Linked DNA regions of Sus scrofa: region 1 is linked to region 2. A link is a contact called in public Hi-C data. All regions are on one chromosome and are shown on one strand. Each heading gives the region's core, a stretch centred on a gene start, on an enhancer-like site or on the middle of the called end of the contact. The rest is flanking DNA. Distances are from core to core; before and after follow the strand shown.

What was found. A called contact is a pair of places that touch in the nucleus more often than the background predicts.
Region 1: a Hi-C map of skeletal muscle shows a contact between it and region 2, with 2.4 times the contacts expected there. The contact joins the enhancer-like site here to the promoter of RNF24 in region 2. A contact is called at or near these places in 2 of 5 promoter capture datasets (fetal liver and liver), 9 of 47 Hi-C or Micro-C datasets (alveolar macrophages, blood, embryonic fibroblasts and 3 more) and 2 of 2 datasets of contacts at active chromatin or transcription factors (alveolar macrophages and skeletal muscle).

What each region holds. Positions count from the first base shown.
Region 1 is chr17:31,802,200-31,807,488 of Sscrofa11.1, forward strand. PANK2 (pantothenate kinase 2, mitochondrial) reads right to left here. Exons shown (of 7, transcript XM_021078060.1): 6 at 5,033-5,158; 7 at 1-760. The coding sequence ends at 710. Among named protein-coding and RNA genes, the nearest start is that of MIR103-2, 4.1 kb to the right of the region's middle. Within about 2 kb of position 2,037, at least 11 of the 83 cell types and tissues checked have an H3K27ac peak or open chromatin away from gene starts, as enhancers often do. A contact at or near this core is called in skeletal muscle, where this site is marked.
Region 2 is chr17:31,703,870-31,709,032 of Sscrofa11.1, forward strand. It overlaps RNF24 (RING finger protein 24), which reads left to right and starts at 1,486. Exons shown (of 6, transcript XM_021078063.1): 1 at 1,486-1,651.

The DNA of each region.
Region 1 (5,289 bases), core at 787-3,286, 99 kb after region 2:
TGTTTTCTGCCAGCTAAACTTTCACCATGTCAATTCAACCCCTCCCGCTATCCAAGGACATTCTGCCCGGACAGAAGTCCTGTCCTCCCTAACAGACCTTCCCGGGATCTATGGCATAAACAACCTGGAACTGCACTCCCCAAAGATGCTTAACTGTTAACAGTACAGGCACAGAATTAACCTGCTCAGTAAGTCTGCAGAACCTTGAAACACGTTTCTCAACATGTTCACAAAAGGCTAAACGCACATGACAGTTACCGCACAGAAGATGATCTCCAAAGCCATATTAACAAATTTGTGATTAGATTATAATACAAAGTAGCTTCCTTACATTTAGCGACTTCAATGGGACACAAAGTCACAGGCGGTAGAACACAGAACAGGTCTCCTCTGAAGCAGCTCCACTGAGTGATGCTGAATTTTAAACTAACACAGCACGTTGAACAAAGCTACAGTGAAGAGCAATTAAATACAATGAATCCTCGCCAACATGGACATGGTCCACTTTTTTTTTAATATATATCTTTCCTTACTGGTTATTAGTTTAGACTGAATTTTTAAGGATTTATCTTGATGACTTAGAAAAATACACTCGTCCTTTCTCGCTCTGATTCAGGTAGCACACAATCATAAAACTGAATGAGTCTCTTAAAAAAAAACAAGTCCACAGATCCCATTGTGGAAAGTTCCAGGAACCTCTCCCCAGGTATCAGGGTATCTTCAACAGCTCAAGAAGGGCTCCAACAGCTCCAAAATAACCCTGAAAAAAAAAAAAAGAAAGAAAAGAAAAATAAGAGCAATTCTCCTTAGATTTATTTAAATTACTATCAATATGATTAAAGCCAACACAGCCCTTAACTCCTGACACCAGTTTCCTGAGGCCCACTTTGCTAAGCTCAAGGCCAGCCTGGAGCAGAGAAGCTCTGAGGAGTGCCCAGGCCCGGGAGGACCCTGTCGCGTCAGACCAGAACCCACAGTGGGGGCCCCACAAGCTACGAGGCCCGCAGGGGCCCCGTCTGTAAGAGACAGGGCCTGCGCTGTGTTCTGGGTGAGAAGCAGCAGGGACCTGGAGCATTTGCAGTAAACTCCAGAACCAAGGAAGATGAGATGAAGTGTAAGGAAGCAGGAGAAGTGGGGGCAGCTCATGGAGGGTGAGGGCGTGGCTGGGCTGCAGGTGGAAAGGGGAGCAGGAAGCGGGTAGGATGAATTCAAGACTCATGTAAAGAAGGGAATGAAGGTGGCAGGGAGGCTGAGGCCCCTCCCACACACCCGCTGACACCACCCCTGAGAACAAGGACACATGAGCGAGAGATGCAGAAAGCCACAAAGGGGGCTCCACAGAGCACGGGCAAGGCTGGGGTGGCCGGGCAGCCACGCAGCCACACCCAGGGAGTCACCGGGTGGCTGGAGCTGGGCAGCGCTCAGGGCAGCAGAGGACAAGAGCGTCCTAAGGCAGCTTGCAGAGAGCGGGGAAGAACAACAGAAGCACCTGAGGGGAGGGCCGAGGGTGAGACAGAGAAGCAGCAGCTGAAGGAAGACCATGCCGGACCATCTGCTGCAGCAAAAGCAGTCGAGGTCCAGTACAACCAAGACCTGACAACCCAAACTGAAACCAAAACAAGGGTTAAATACAAAAGAACATGAGACAAAACCCATACTGGCAGAAAGAGAATGCCAATAGGAATCAGAATAATCAAACAATGATACAAAATCTTTTTTTTTTTTCCGTAAGTTTTTTTTCCTAGTATAGTTGATTTCAATGACACAAAATCCATCAAGGTCTCCATAGGATGAGATCAGACAGTCAAGTACTTTAAAGAGAAATGACTGAAAAAGGAACACGGGACGATCCTGAAAGACTTGCTTGTGGGTTTGAAGAACGTACGAGAAGTCTCTAAAAGAACAGAAATAACCAAAGCCCAGTCTATTTTACAAGAAAAGCTTCTCCAAATAACATGTGGCCACACAACAGAGGCTGAAGCCTGCTCTTTCCCTCGATTTCCTGGTTTTAAAAACAAGCAGCCACACGGATGTGTTGTGAAAGGAAGTCAGAAACTGCAGGAGGGACGCAGCTGGGTAAGACTTGGCGGCACCCAGAGACCCTCAGTCACAGCCAGAGGACAGAATTCAACAGTTACCTCTACACATTATGTGCTTTTCTATATCTGTGTTCTATTTGAGAACAAAAAAAAAAAAAAAAAGAAGAAGAGACAGAGTTAACCATTATACTGAGTTGCTCTGCAGACCCAGAACCTATTATCTGGTAAAAGACAGGACTGAGAGAGGTTGTTACAAACCAAGACGTGTAAGACGAGAACAGCAGAGAATGAAAGAGAAAGGCCTGAGAAGAATCTATACAAAGCTTTCACGACAACAGTCACACTGACCCCAGTGTGCAGGCAAGAGAATGCTTCATGACTCAGAGAGCCTAAAATAAGCAGGCTTCCACAAGTCCCCGACACCAGAGCCAGGGGCCTAGATGTAAATGCAAATCGGAGACAAACAGAGCCAACAGAGCCAACCAAAGAGGAAAATGAAGTCAGCAGACAGAAAGAGCGAAAACTGAGAAACAAAATTCCCTAAAAGGTTCGTGTCATAGTAATTATTAAGATGTGAAAAAAATCTAAGTTAAAAAAAAAAAAAAGTTAACCTAAGAAACTCACCTCCACATTCTGCCTAGAAACCTCAACAAGAGCTAGAAACTCAGCCAGAGGCAAGTTACACTAAGATATAACATTACACAGGGTCTCCTTTTATTCTAACATTAAGCAAAATAAAACAGGTCAGAGATTACAAAAAACGAGATGTAGATAAAAGGTACAAGAAACAAAAATAATTCAGTACCGATTTACTAACATAATAACATTAAAAGTAAAAACAAAGTTAGATGACAAACTTTGAAGCTTTCTGATATGGGAAATCATGCACTCTGGGTTTTACCTATGAACTTAAGCAACTTAAAAAGGAAAAGCAGGAGTTCCCGTCGTGGCGCAGTGGTTAATGAATCCAACTAGAAACCATGAGGTTGCGGGTTCGGTCCCTGCCCTTGCTCAATGGGTTAACGATCCGGCGTCGCCGTGAGCTGTGGTGTAGGTTGCAGACGCGGCTCGGATCCTGCGTTGCTGTGGCTCTGGCGTAGGCTAGTGGCTACAGCTCTGATTAGACCCCTAGCCTGGGAACCTCCATATGCCGCGGAAGCGGCACAAAGAAATGGCAAAAAGAGAAAAAAAAAAAAAAAAAAAAAGGAAAAACACAGTAACTTTAAAAGAAAAAGCAACCTCTTTATATATCACTTCAAATCCTACTTTGATTTAGGAGTTCCCTTGTGGCACAGCAGGTTAAGGATCCAGCTGCAGTGCAGGTTCAATCCCTAGCCCAGGAACATATACATGCTGTGGAGTGCAGCCAAAAATATATACATATATATGCACATACAATTCTAAAAAATGTTCATAACACTTATCTACAACCCAACAACACGAGTCGGGCTGCCCCACAACCAAGGGGAGGAAGAGGTCCCCTTCCACACCCCTGATGCTACTGTTCCTCAAACTGCAAAACAGAAAGGCAGTTTCAAAACAGGACAACAGGATGAACAATTCGATGATTCTTCCCCACACAGTCTATGCATTAAGTTCTTAATGACAGTGTGGCTCTAATCCTGGAATTCTTTTTTTAGCGATTTTACTGATTTGTTTTTAGAACACACATCTTAACTGACTCATGAATTACCAATACATAAAAACTGACATCAAAAAATGAAAAAAAAGGGAGTTCCCGTTGTGGCGCAGTGGTTAACGAATCCGACTAGGAACCATGAGGTTGCAGGTTTGATCCCTGGCCTCGCTCAGTGGGTTAACGATCCGGCGTTGCCGTGAGCTGTGGTGTAAGTCACAGACGCAGCTCGGATCCCTCGTTGCTGTGGCTCTGGTATAGGCCGGCGGCTACAGCTCCGATTCGACCCCTAGCCTGGGAACCCTCCATATGCCGCGAGAGCGGCCCAAGAAATGGCAAAAAGACCAAAAAAAAAAAAAAAAAAAAAAAAAAGACGAAGAAAAGGATAGCACTGGGAACCATGTCTGGCCACTTATGATGAAGCAGGATAATATGAGAAAAAAGAAGGCATACATGTATGTGTGACTGGGTCACCATGCTGGACAGTAGAAAATTGACAGAACACTGTAAAACAGCTACAATGGAAAAAAATAAAAATCATCATATAAAAAATGAAAAAAAAGGAGAACTCAAGAGTAAGTACATTCTGAAAAAAGGACAGGCAGAACTTCTTTGCAGAACAGATGCTGACTCACAGACACTGAAAAACTTATGGTCTCCAGAGGAGACAGTTTGGGGGCTGGGGGGATGTGCCTGGGCTGTGGGATGGAAATCCTGTGAAATCAGATTGTTATGATCATTATACAACTACAGATGTGATAAATTCATTTGAGTAATAAAAAAAAATGAAAAAAAAAAAAGTACATTTACAAAGTAAGCATAAAGTGCAATGGGAAAATACAAAGGATGGTTCAGAAAAGAATATGGCATCAGGAATATAGCTGCATGTTCAAGACTTTCTTCTTTAAAACTGCCGAAGTTCAAAATTAAATTAACCAAAAACCTACCTTACATTAAATCAGGTAAGAAATAGCTTTTTTGTTGCTGCTGTTCTGTCTTTTTAGGGACACATCCGCAGCATATGGAAGTTCCCAGGATAAGGGTTGAATCGGAGCTACAACCACAGCAAAGTGGGACCTGAGCTGCGTCTGCGACCTACACCACAGCTCAGGGCAACGCCAGATCCTTAACCCACTGAGCAAGGCCAGGGAGTGAACCCGCATCCTCATGGATATGAGTCAGATTTGTTTCCGCTGTGCCACGACAGGAATTGCCAAGAAACAGCTTTTGAACATGACCAAAGTTAACTCATATCATCCAAGTGCATAAACAAATAAGTGCTGTTTCAAATTTCAGCACAGCACGAACTGCACATCCTTTATGAAGGTAACACACCACAGGAAATAAGTTCACTTACCTCGTGTTCTGAAAAAAGTGCTTTCAACTGTCCCTTGGACCAATAATCCAAAGCATATGCCAAAAGCCGCATGGCGATCGTATTAATTCTCAAGAAATTTCCAACAAATACCACCTGGTTGATATTCTGAGCACATCAAAAAAGAGGCAATTAGTTTTCATCTTAATTACTGTTCTCTTAGAATAGCTACCCCAAAAAAGAATACCACATACTTTTTAGCAGCAAGGTAACTGCTGATTAAAAAAAAAAAAAAAAAA
Region 2 (5,163 bases), core at 236-2,735:
AACCTCTATGCCGCGGGAGCGGCCCAAAGAAATAGCAAAAGACAAAAAAAATATAAATAAATAAATAAAATTTCATTTAAAAAAAAAAAGTGACTGTTGAGTGTTGCTAGGTAAGTGTTGCTTCTCTAATCAAGGGAAAAGCAGGAACACCAGGCACTGAAGGCGAGACACTCTGATGCTGTTCTGGAAATGGCTAGAAAAGAAGTGCTAAAGTGCCACTGGGCAGAGAAAGAGAAAAAGACAGCAACATGGGCAGATTTGCATATCATGAGAATTGACTTGCATAAGAATGTATTGAGACTTCAGCAGTAGAGCTAGAGAGAGTTGAGGAGGACTGATTTAAACAGTGAGAGGTAGCAGATCCTCCTGGCAACTGGTCCAGTTGAGCTAGGAAGGGAGGGAGAGAAGGGAAAAGGACCCCTGACACAGGCTTCAGTGACAGGGGGTGAGGGATAGGTTGTTGATAAGCACTCTTTCTTTTGCCACTCTCTCTCTACCCATGCTTCCACCCATCTCTTACCTTACAGAACTTCTTGAGATGTTCGTTGATGTTAGTCTTTACTTCCCCCCTTACCTTGGATATTTATTGTTTGCCAAAGAAGAAGGAACTTGCCTACAGGCGCTTTCTACTATTATTTTGCTTCCCAAAATTAAGCCCCTGAGCTGTTTATGGTTTGTGTGAGGGGGCTTGGAGGGTAGGAGAAGAAAGGAGACTCTCAAGGGGTGATTTAGGGACTGAAACAAAGTGGGGCAATTGTCTCTGTAATTTCCCTGAGCTACAGGGCCCACACACTCAGCCGAAGAGCCTCAGAGACTCCCAGCAGCCCCCGAAGAGTTCTGTGGCCCACGAGTAGCAGAACCAAGGGGCTGGGAACAGGAGAGTGTCTCTGCAGAACACACTGCCTGCCAAAGACAAGGGGCCTCCACTTGATCTTTGGAGATTCATTAGATAAACCCTAAACCTTCTTATTACAGAAAGGGCTGAGATTTCCTCAAAACAAAGGTCAATTCCTGGCCTGCTCCATGGAATGGGAGCTGGGGCCTGGTCGATGCACATAAATAAAGTAATGCACTCTTTCTTGCACACACTCCTCTCCACTATTTGGGCAGATTCTGGGTATCAGAAGTCTGAGAGGATCTGCTGCAGGTGACACAGATGGAGGAAAGAGGCAATGTGCACCTTATCTATCGGACTCCTGTGACCCGGAATGCTGGCAGTCTGGGTGCTAGGAAAGAGGTAGCGTTCCAAGCTTTCCCTTTAAAAAATGCTTATAGGACAAGAAAAAATACTAAACACAGGCGGAGGAAGACAGCTCCGCCCTGGGACAACCCCAACGGGCGGAGCGAGGACTGGCCACCGCGCTCCGCGCCTGCGCACTGCGGACTCTGAAGTCAGGACGATCTCAGGGAGGTGGGCGGGGCTGCCCGGGCATCCGGGTCCCTCACCCCGCCCCCGCTGCATGAATGAGAGGCGCGGTGCCGCCCCTCCCCCACCGGGCCCGCCCCTCGCCGGGGCCGCTGCGCGCAGTCCGCCGCTGCCACCTCAGCCGCGCTAGGTCCCGGCAGACGCCAGCCGCTAGCCTCCAGACGCTGACGGTCCTGCCACGCTCGCCGCCGCCGCCGCCGCCGCCGACGCCGCGGGCACGACAGAGTAAGTGAGCAAGCAAGGGCGGGGGCGCCGAGGGTCGTCACCCCCAGTCTGGGGCTTAGTGGACCGGGCGGGTCCAGGTTCGGGATGCTGAGGAGACCGTGGGCCCACTCCAGCCTCCCCCACTCACACTCCTGGCGCCTCCGCGGGGAGCTGGGAGGGGTGGGACAGCTGCCCCAGGTCGGGAGGGACGCGGAGGAGGGTCCGCCCCGATCCGGAGGGTGGGTCACGCACAAAGGGAGGCGCGGGGCTGTCCCCGGGAGGTCACAGAGGGACGGTGCGGGGCACCCCGAACGCCCTCCTAGCCAGTGCCCGGCGTCGGGTCCCCGGGCGTGGGAGGCTCCTAGGATGAGCAGGGAGGACGAGGTTGGCTAGGACGGCTGCCTGCGTTTTGGCGATGGGAACGCGCCGTGGGGGGTGCGGCGTGGCAGTGTTTTCCTGGTCCCCATCTGCTCCTCCCCTTTCTTTGTGGCGTTTGTCTCGTGCCCATTTGTCACTGTGTGTAAACTGTGGTCTGGGGTAAGACCTCTCGCCTCGGCTAACTCATTTAATGAAAGTCAGGTGCGGGCCTGTCTGTGAGTAGGGGGCGTGTGTGCGTCCTCAGGCCGGAGAATTAAAGACCCTCCTTTGTTTCCGGAGACGTAATGGTGTGTGTGTCACCTATGAAATGAGAGAATCAGAGATCATTAAAAAGGGTATGAGGAAAAAAGATGTATTACTCCATCAGATCGTCACCTCGTTCTGCCTCTGCTGTTTTTTCAAATAGTATTTCTTTGTTTCTTACTGTAAAAGCAGTGGGTTAATTGAAAATATGCCTCTAGTCTCATATCTGTTTATCTAGAACACTTGGTTTTGGGGTTTAGTCAGTGGTCATATACTCATATATATGTACATGAAACTACCCTACATTACCAGTTAACTAAAATGCACTTTTTAGTTCATTGGTAATATGTCTATATAGTCATACTGGTCTATAGAAATACTCCAACATATCTATGACACTGTTTTCTCTGCTTCTCTGTAAGGCAGATTTTGTTTCTTCCTGCCTCTCAATGTTAATAAGAACGTAGTCCAGCAGGTTCTCTTCACCTCTTTGCCTTTTTTTTTTTCCCCCTTAATGCTTTGGCAAAGGGTTTTATTGCGTATTACCCTGGCATGCACCCTTGCTTTGATCTGAATTTCCCTGTGTTGTTGTCTGGTTATGCAGCCCAGCTCAATGGCTCCTCTTACAGGACTGCTGGAAAACAGAACACCTTTTATCATTGTCCTCATCCCCAGAGAAAAGAGGAAGCTCTGCAGGTTCCCACATACTTAGGCTCTGTGGAACTGACTTTGTTGTCTAGGTGAAGTTATGAGGAGTCACAGCTGATGTGAACCAATTAAAAAGAAGCAATTGTAATACCACAGCTGTTCCTTGCTATTTCACTTGGATCTTTTTCTCTTCTTAAACCAGATTTTGTAAGTTTTAGAAGATAGTGGGTTGCATTTTCAGTTTCTTTATTACCGTTATTATTTTACAGAGTGACAGGAAATTAGCTAAACTCAGTTAATGTAAGAAACATACCTCCAAAGCATTTTTATTATGATCTTTTGATTCAAAAATAGCAGCAATTAAAAAAAATTAAAAGGAACTCATTAGATGATATGCCTAATTGAACTGATTCAGTTTTAAGATTCTCTTTAAGATTATATTTTAATCACATGTATTTTAATTCCTGGTAGTTTTCAGTGCAAAATGAAATCTAAATGAAGCAGGCTTCCGCAGCATCTGTTTGTGTATGTTCCCTCTGAAAAAAAACATTTGCTTTTAATTTGAAGGGGAAATTTTCCATTGGTTGGAACAGGATCCATTTTTCTTGGTTAAAATCTTACCTTATGTTAGCACGGTGAAATTCTTTTAAAAAAAGTTAAAATTAATGAAAGACGATTTTTCAATTTGGAATTTTGGTTTTATGATGTAAGATCTAAATAAACTTTTAATATAAATGAACTTATACCTTTAAAAAGTGAGGCCTTCATTAACTACATAAAGTAGTGTCACTAATATTGAAACAACCCCAGTGATTTATAAACTGCTTGCTTAGATTTTTTTCTTTTCTTTTTTTAGGAATCCCCTCAAAACAAATCATAAGGGGAAGTCTTAGATAAACAGAGTAGTATAACCGGAATTATCACTGAAATAGGCTTGCAAAGTACCACAATATTGTGGAACTTTAGTTTTGCAAGAGTGACTTTGCTATTGTTTGTATCAACAAAGGAAACTAAAAACATCTTGGCCTTGTTATTCAGCATTCTGTTAATCAAAATCTTTACCAACCTATAGTTTAGCATTTTTGTAGTATGATGACTGAAGAAAAATTCTAAAATAATATATCTATGTCGACAAAATAGGTTGTTATTTTAAATTATGTTTTAGTAATGAATATAATCTTTATGTTCATTAGAAAGACTAATATTGTTGTGTTAGTGATGGTAATGGTATATATGATGACATTTTGTTACCCAAACTGGGATACATTATCCTCCTAGCATTTTCTATCAATAATTGCTTTCTGGAGGTCCCGTTGTGGCTCAGCAAGTTAAGAATCTGGCATCATCTCCATGAGAATGCAGGTTCGAGCCCTGGCCTCACTCAGTGGGTTAAGGATCCAGCATCGACGCAAGCTTTGGCTTAGGTCACAGATGCAGGCTCAGATCCCAATGTTGCCATGGCTGTGGTGTAGGCTGACAGCTGCAGTTCCAATTTAACCCCTAGCCCAGAAACTTAAATATGCCACAGGTGAGGCCCTAAAAAGAAAAAATAATAATAATTGCTTTCTGTTTCAGATGTTAGTTTATTCTAAAATCAGTGATAAGGTAATATTATAATGTATTCGCATCTTAAACTATATGAAATCCCCATTTTTTAGATTCAGGAATAGTCAAAAATCATTGGTTTCATATGGTTCAATCATTTTCAACTCTTAGCAGTTCTTTCTGTTGTTTACCTTTATATTTATTTCATTTTTAATGTTTAAACTGCTATTTCTTGATTTTTCCATCTTTGGATATTATCTTTTGAGTTCTATTTTGGAAGTTGAGGACTTGGTTGTCCCACACAACCATCCTTCCATCCTCCATATTCATATCTATACTTTACAGTTCCTAGTTAGGTCAGTATTTATATGACTATTAGAGTGTACCTGTAATTCACAGATGAGCCATGTAAGACATATTACATGGAGTTCCCTTTGTGGTTCAGTGGTAACCAACCCGACTAGTATCCATGAGGATGCCTGTTCAATAGTTGGCCTTATTCAGTGGGTTAAGTCTCTGGCAAGCTGTGAGCTGTGGTGTAGGAACGCAGGTGCAGCTTAGATCTAGCATTCCTGTGGCTGTGGCATAGGCCAGCAGCTATAGCTCCAATTTGACCCCTAACCTGTGAACTTCCATATGCTGCAGGTTGGACCCTAAAAAGACAAAAAAAGAAAAAGAAAGATACATACATTTTCTTTCTTGTACAACTTTTGTTTCTC